Linked DNA regions of Oryzias latipes: region 1 is linked to region 2. A link is a contact called in public Hi-C data. All regions are on one chromosome and are shown on one strand. The core of a region is the stretch at or near the end of the contact, and the rest is flanking DNA. Distances in the headings are between cores, read along the strand shown.

Region 1 (4,245 bases), core at 948-3,447, 170 kb before region 2:
CTCTCATCTGTGACGTGCAGGTCGATACATCCGCTCTAATCTCAACATGCCGGTCAGCCTACCAGCAAGAAGCAATGGTCACAAAGACTATGAGAAAGACTGCCCGATTACTGTCTTTGGCTCCACCCAGGCACGTCTTGTAGGTCAGTAGTTAACATTCACACTTCCTGTGATAGAATAAGTCCACAAAATACAGTGGAGAGCTTTTGTTACAGATTGTTGCAGATTCCCCCTGTGCTTTTTGCATGTGCAGGTGAAGCCCTCCTTGAGAGCCACACCAACATAGACTTTGTTTATTGCTCACCTTCTCTTCGCTGCATCCAGACTGCTCAGCACATCCTGCAGGGTAAGAACTAACCTTCTGACCGTGAGTTGGTATTAAGAGTCTGATAAAGTTTAGTTGCTTTAAAGTTTTCAAAAAATATAATTGCTGGCTTAAAATTCTAGTTATTCTAGTTTAAAATTCTAGTTATTTAACATTTTAGTTATAAATGAGTAGTTATATCATTTTAATTGTTATATAATTTAGCATAGTTCTTGAGAATTTGCTACATAAAAATCAATTTGACTGTTTTCTTATGTTTTTATCATCTATTATTTTCATTTATCTTGTGTTCTTTGTTACATTATGGATCCATCTCTTAAATTGTTGTCTAAATGCAATTTTAGTTAAAGACCCACTCCAAAGAAAATCGTGTTCTTGGTGTTCTTGTTGCCTTTTTCTGACGATGGCGGACATATATAAAGAAAATTAAGATTAAAAATATTTCTTTATTCAAAAGCTACAATCTACAGGCCACAAGCTCCCTGATTATTTATATAAATATATATATATATATATCTATATATCTATATATCTATATATATATAGATATATAGATATCTAGATAGATACAGATATATATATAGATATATATAGATAGATATATATCTATATCCTGCCTGTCAGCGTCCCTCACTTGTCTTCTGTGAGGGATCAGCTAGCTGACTTATTGTTTTGTTCTGTTTGTGTAGTGACATGTTATCATTGATTTACCTCCAAGAGTCTGTGCATTTTATTCTGTTTGTGTTGTTTACCAGTTTTCCTTCAAGTGCATTTTTTTCTGTCTTTGGTTTATCCCAATACAAAAGGTAATCATAATGTTTAGGGTGCTTCAAGAGTCCTGTGCTTGGCTCCGTCCTCCGGTATCCATCCCATCATGATCACTTTAGCTCAGATGTGGAAATATTTTTGTTTGTTTGATGTTCTATCAATGTTAGATTTTTTTTCATCAAGTTCTGTCCTTGAGCAGATTTCTTCATGTTTTCAGATTGAGTTTCTGCTACTGGAAGGAAATCTGTTGAAAATATTTCTTTTCTCACAACATTTCAATTCATAAAACCTGATGTGGATAAAAGTACAGTGTGACAACAAAACCCCTCGTATTAGCTTCCGTAAAAAGACTAGGCGAAAGAGCAGCTCTTGGCTCAATCTTTCACAGCCTCTCTCTCTGTGTCAGGTCTCCAGCAGGAGGGAAAGACAAAGATCCGCGTGGAGCCCGGCTTGTTTGAATGGACCAAATGGGTTTCAGGCACGTGTTTACCCGCCTGGATCCCCCCGGCTGAGCTGACTGCTGCAAACCTGAGTGTTGACACAACATACAGGTAGTGAGCAACTCTAATGTGCAGCATCTTTATCTGAAGACCCCGAGACAGCTTTCTTTACTTGTAACGTCTATTTTCCTTTAGACCTCATTTCTCCATAAGTAAGTTGGCAGTATCCGAGTCCTATGACACTTACATCAGCAGGAGCTTCCAAGTGACCAGAGAGATCCTGACAGAGTGCAAAACCCTGGGTACGTATGATCCTGAAAATGTAATTAAATATTTTATATTTGAAGCTCAAAATTTTATTTTTTTCTAAAACATATCATTGTCTCTGATGAGTATTGCTCTTAGTTTTATGGTCTTAATGAGCTGCTAAAAAGCTTTTATAATTAGAAAAAAAAACCCAACTGGTGTAGACTCTGATAAATGTCTTCTTATTTCAAATGCGTTAAGCTCTTCATGTCAGCAGCTGCTGACTCCACACTCTGATGTATGCTGGAGGCATTCGTGGTATGTGTTCCTAAATTCTCTACCTCTTTCACACAGGAAACACAGTCCTGATTGTGGCCCACGCTTCCTCCCTAGAGGCTTGCACTCGTCAGATCCAAGGCCTCACCCCTCAAAACTCCAAGGACTTTGTCCAAGTTGTCAGAAAGGTCAGTTTTCTGCTTTAGCTTCAGGGGTGCTTTCATTTCCACTCAATTCCCTTCAGTTTTCACAAATTCCCCTTTGATTACAAGAACATCTGTCTCCTCTTGTTACAGATTCCTTACTTGGGGTTTTGTGCTTGTGAGGAGCTGGGAGAGACAGGGGTGTGGCAGCTGGTCGACCCACCCATCCTGCCTCTGACACATGGACCAAATCACAGCTTCAACTGGAGAGAAATGCTAATGCAAGACTGAAGGACATGCTGTCCGGTCCCTTATTCTCAGTTAGCCCGGACTGCTGAACATTTATTTATTTTCTTTCTCCTACATCGCTAGAATTCCAATCTAACCACCAAATGGACAAAAAAAAGGTTCAGCTTCCATTAAAGACATTGTGCAAAAAAATGTAAAAGACATAAAGAGTTCATAAATGTAAACAAATATTCTGCTCAGGAAGGGGAGAAGACATTTTGCATGGAGATATTTCAGCAATAGGAGCTGCAGATTTGGATATGTATCTTGAGAGGTGATGAATCGCTGTAGGTCAGTCTGTGGACCCTGCTCAGGAAGCGAGGGGTGCCTTCTCACTGTGAGAGTGGGCGGAGAAAGACCTCATAATTGTTTTTCCAGGTATCACAAACGATCATTAAACTTGTAGCGACAAGTCCCCTTGTATTAAAGCACAAAAGAAAGGTAGACAATCAGACAAGGGAGCACTGATCTACATTGTTTCTTGATGGTAAGAAGGAAAATGTGTTATTATTTTCAATATTCTTGTAAATGTCATATCATTTTCTTCTGCCTATTTGATCTATACTCTTCCAGCCAAATTGGTATTTTAACTCACGTAAGCCATGAAACTTTACCAGAAGGAGCTCATTTAACCACAGAAAATGGAAACGGATATAAATAAGACCGTGTCAGATTGGTGTTATCTCTAAGAGCCTCAACTTAAAGTTTTTCCTGTATTTATAATGATCCTGACGCACTGCAGTCTCATAATCACATCGCTCTTCAGACGCTTGGTGCATTTCATTTCTTTTGGCCACATTATGGTTGAAGTGCTCACTGCTTATACCAGTTATTTTCTGCAAATTTGTTGATATTCTAAAAATGAATAAAGCCAAACTGTGGCCTAAGGACTCCGTGAACATGGTTTGAGTCTTTGTGTCTTCTTTACATTTCAGCTACTCACCGGAGTGACTTGTCCACCTCTATTTTCACATGTGTAAAGAAGAAAATAGGAAAAAAATGACATCTGCTTTGATTCATAACATACTTTGGTTTCTCACCAATCGGATCATTAAGGGTTTGATCAAAAACAAAAGTACACCTCAGTACCTGTAGGTCTATACCACTGTAGCTGCTATTTTGATCCATTCTTACATGCAGATCTTCTCAAAGGCTACTGTTTTGGGGCTGTTACTAGGTAGGGGCGGCCGTGGTGCAGTGGCAGGTTTGATTCTTGCCTGTCCCGCCCATATGTCCAAGTGTCCCTGGGCAAGAACTCCAACTTGCCACTGGTGGAAGGTTGCCGCCAGTGTTTGGCAGCGGAGCCGCCATGTGTGTGTGAATGTGACTGACTGTAAAGCGCCTTCGAGGATGGTAGAGAAGCGCCATACAAGTATAAGCCCTTTACCATTTTACACAAACTTTTATTTCACTCCACAGATTCTCAGAGACTGGATAGGTCACTACAGAACCTTGAAATTCTTTATGTCCATCCACTCCTTTGTTGTCTGAGTGATGGATCATTGTCATGCTAGAAGATGTAATATCTTCAATGCGTTCACTGATAGAAGGAATTTTTTTTTGCCAAAAATCTCTATCCATTCATTTTTTTCAGTTTAATGTTTGTCGAATTGAGTCCTTTGTAGAGTTTACTTTCACATCGCGCTATAGTGACTAATAAATGTGAGCATGCGCAGGTAGTACAATAATCGCAAAATCCATTAGTTTAACGAAGTAACGTTTGTTTGTACGAGCGGACAAAGACGGAGGTGCTTACTAC
Region 2 (4,088 bases), core at 876-3,375:
AACCAGTCATTTAAAAAGTATAAATGCTTTCCCAGCATGCAGACAACACGGTTGAATGTCTGGAGTTCCTTGCTTCTGCCCCAATTTTAATTTCTTCAAATCTGCAGGAAGATGCTGAAGTGGTGTCACTAAAAAGAAAAGTATCTGGATGAAATTGACAATATAACTGCACACACATCTGCTGATTATTAAAAGAGATGATGTCACTTTTTTTTTTTTTTACAAGGTTGACACTATTTTCCAAACTATACATCACATCACATCTCTGACATAGTTTTGTGGAAACATGCAGCAAGTTAGAAAACCTGCCCTTCCTGCATCTGTGGTAACACCTTCAGGTTTTTATTGTGGAATCAGCTGCTCAACATTAGGTGTGCCTCTTTGAAAAGAAAGCAGCTCTACCCAACACCAAGGTACAGCGAATATGTGTCCTGAACAGAAACATGGGTGGAGTTAAAAATGTGGAGGCAGGAAACTTCTGATCTGGTGCAGGTCTGTAACAGTGCATGGGACCAATAGTCCCACTGGACAAGTTAAAAAGTGATGTGTTCTATTTTTGTGATGTTTTTCCTTTGAGAAGATCATTATAAAACATTTGTGGAATAGCTGAAAGGACAAGTGTCATATATGTCTTCAGATGCTCCAGTCCAGCAAGTTTTATTTTCAGTCTGTTCTGTTTAGAGTTATTTTTTTTAAGTCATTCATTTAATTTTAGTTTTATTCTTTATATATTCTTGTTTATGGTCAAACTATTCTCTAACTAGATCTAACCTCTTTTACAATTAGCATAAAAAGTTAAAAGAAAAAGAAAAAAGACTGCAAAGTTTGCTCAAATCTTCAACTTTAACATTTTAAGACAAAAAAAGCTTTTCACTTTGTCCCTGAGAATACGTTTTTTCTTTCCTTTCTGTGAGTTACAGTCTTGTTTTTCCTGTTGTTGATCTCTTGAGCTGGTGTTGCAGAATGTGACAGCCAGCTTCTGAAGTTGTTCCTCTTCAAATAGCCAAAGGTTGTATCCCACCCGCTGTGCTTGTGCAACATATCTGCTCTTTCCTGTGGTACGCTTGTAATGAAACATTGTAAACTACAGGTTGTTTTTATTTTCCATGTTCTGTTAATTTTTAAATGATGATATTTTTACTGTATTGTGATGTGACTAAACTGCTGATTGATACACTTAGTTTGATACTTTAGTTTATTAAATAGGCCTACATATTTGGAACACAGCATGTTTTTTTCTATCAAAATATTTTACTATTGTGTTTTACTTCATGTCACAACAGTAGTGTATTTTAGTATCTTTATTGTGTTTTCTTTACCTCATGTAATCGTCATCCTATACTAAGTTATATTTTTGTTCTATAAAAGAGAAAATTGTTGAACTTTTTTTAAGAACTGAATAGTGAACATTGTGTTTCCTAAATGTACAAAGCTATGTAAACATACACTTAATTTTGTAAGTATTCCTTTCATAGTTCAAGTTTGAATACTAAATAACCAATTAAGTATCCCTGAAAAATGCAAAATCATTTTATCATTCACTTTTCATCATTTAAATTCATCTACCGTATTTTCCCTTGAGTAATTTTACTTCAATGAATATATAATTATCAGTATAAATAATAATGTGGAGTAGCCATCTTTCTCTCCAACCCTGCTGATAAGTCCTGTTTGCAAAGTGATGTGACTCGCTTGTGACATCTAACGGCCGTTTAAATAACTACATACTTAACTACTCACGTTGTAAATCCTTTTTTCAAAGCAAAAACATCGCACCTTTATACAAAACCCATATCAGGAAGATGTTGAAACTAACGAAGTACAAGTTAGTGTGCTAATTGTGTCCATAAAGACAGTTTTTTTTATTAAACAACAAAAAAACACGTCTGCTTTGTTTTAATTTTGAGCTCGTTGCTATGGACGCAAAGGCCGTTGCTTGGCTAAGGACCCCCCGCTTGTATGCTGTCAAAACAAAAGCCTTAATTCATTTTGACATTACTTTAAAAAAACAAATAAATAATTATGTAAAGTCTAAAGGCTTTGTATCAGATATGATTCTATAATTAATTTGTGAATTACTCGATAATTAGCTGTAGTTTGTGAGGAGTTTTGTTACTTTTGTGAGACGGCAAATTAACCTGCCAGTGCGAAACGTTTGTAATCCTAAAAATGCGCAGTCAAACTATTGTTTTTCTCCTATTGTCCTCCGACGAACTTAGAGTCATTCAGTAAAAACGCGTGAGCCCCCTAAATGTTTTTACGTGTTGATTAATGGGCTTCTGGTTGATTTTGAGAGTTATGTGTCCATGACAACGTTAAAGTCGGTTCTGTTTTTTCTTCTTCTTGCGTCTCTGAAATGAATTCCTATCACGTCTTGGGGCTGGCTGGAGAGGGTTCGTTCGGGCGAGTTTACAAGGGAAGAAAAAAGGGCAGCGGCCAGGTAAACCTGTATCAATTTGTTGAATTGTTGTTTAATTGATTACTTTAAATGACATCCCTGCCTGTTTTGTCGTCAATAAGGTGGTTGCTCTTAAGTTCATGCCAAAAGTGGGCCGAACCGACAGAGAGCTACGAAGCCTCAAGAGGGAAATCGAAATTATGAGGGATCTAAAACATCCAAATATTGTCCAGCTCTATGACAGTTTTGAAACCGACACTGAGGTACACATATGGATGATTCAAAGACGTCATTACATTGATTGTTGATTAATTGATTGTAACAAATTATCATGTATTTAATAAGGGTTGTGTTTCTTGTTTTCTTTTTATCCATTAAATATTGATATTTTTTTCCACATTCATGACCTGTATAAATCATTTTTAAAAATGTAATCTATGTAAGGTACTATACTCTAGATCACTTTTTTTCCATTGTTTGGGGATCAGTAAAATTCTATTCTATTCTATTCTATTCTATTCTATTCTATTCTATTCTATTCTGTGTTTCTTCAAGACACCATTCCAACAGCAAGAGCCAACCAAGGGGTCATTTTTTTTAAGCAGGCACACCAGCCAGAACTTATTTCTGTCTACCTGTAGTTGTTATGACAACAGCAGACTCATACTGTCATAATTAGATTTGCACAAATATTATATAACAATACTCTAAATTCTGCTGAAGGGTCACAACACAACACATTAACTCACAACACAATAACTCACAACACAATAACTCACAACACAACACAACAACTCACAACACAACACATTAACTCACAACACACAACACAACTCACAACGGAAGTAAAGCTGCAATGGAAGTGCTTTTATTCTGAAATTTCCACTGGGCTGAGCGGCAAACTACCTAACAAATATTAACGTCACAGTGAGCTGTGGAGGGAGCACGTTTTTTCTACAAGAGAAGCTAGCAGCAGTGTTGCCAGATTGGGCGGTTTTGGTTCTAAATTTGCGGATAAAAATGACTTTGGGCGGATGTGCATAATTTGGGCGGTTTAAGGGTCGGTTTGGCTGTCTTTTTCCCCTCATGAATATATAATAGCAGACTACATTAGGCCGTGTGGCTGTTGGAGTTCTATGTACTGAAGCTCCGTGAACGGCAGAGACACTTAATGGACTCTGTCATCTACCTGTTGTTGGAGGTGTGCAATGCCCCGCCCCGCCTCTTAGAAATTGTGTTCTTTAAAGCTTCATACTGCGGCCGCGTGTGGGAGGAGCTACCAGCTAAAGTAATCTTCTGATCGCTACATGGAGCGGTGTCTGTGTATATCAATGCATGGTAGACAGGAAGAATGTGGAGAGATCAGGTTTGTTATTTTGAAGAGTTCTGCATGGTAATCATGTTTCCATGTTTGAATTCATCCCAGAGAGTGTGTCTGCTTCAACTCCTAAAGTGAAAGCTGCGTCTAAATCTGACGCCCGTGTTTCCATCTGACAGAGTTTGAAGCCAAAGCCCCTCCCCCGGCTCTCTACCTGCTTTTCCTCTCTACCTGTTCACCTGTTCATATCCTCTGCAGCTGAGAGTTGTTTTCTCCCGCGCTCCTCAGTGTCCTACACAAAGAGCGCAAAATACGGTCATCATAGGTTGACACGATAGTCGGGGCGCTCTGGCGCAAACGCAGCAGCACAAG

What was found. A called contact is a pair of places that touch in the nucleus more often than the background predicts.
Region 1: a contact with region 2 is called in a Hi-C map of embryo, with 1.7 times the contacts expected there. The contact joins the enhancer-like site here to the promoter of stk36 in region 2. A contact is called at or near these places in 2 of 5 Hi-C or Micro-C datasets (embryo and fibroblasts).

What each region holds. Positions count from the first base shown.
Region 1 is chr14:15,461,288-15,465,532 of ASM223467v1, reverse strand. It overlaps ubash3b (ubiquitin-associated and SH3 domain-containing protein B), which reads left to right. Exons shown (of 14, transcript XM_004076393.4): 9 at 21-143; 10 at 254-346; 11 at 1,500-1,644; 12 at 1,729-1,835; 13 at 2,134-2,243; 14 at 2,352-3,389. The coding sequence ends at 2,489. Among protein-coding and RNA genes, the nearest start is that of ubash3b, 23 kb to the left of the region's middle. Within about 2 kb of position 2,197, at least 1 of the 8 cell types and tissues checked has an H3K27ac peak or open chromatin away from gene starts, as enhancers often do. A contact at or near this core is called in embryo, where this site is marked.
Region 2 is chr14:15,291,592-15,295,679 of ASM223467v1, reverse strand. stk36 (serine/threonine-protein kinase 36) reads left to right here and starts at 2,125. Exons shown (of 20, transcript XM_020708922.2): 1 at 2,125-2,440; 2 at 2,521-2,661. The coding sequence starts at 2,357.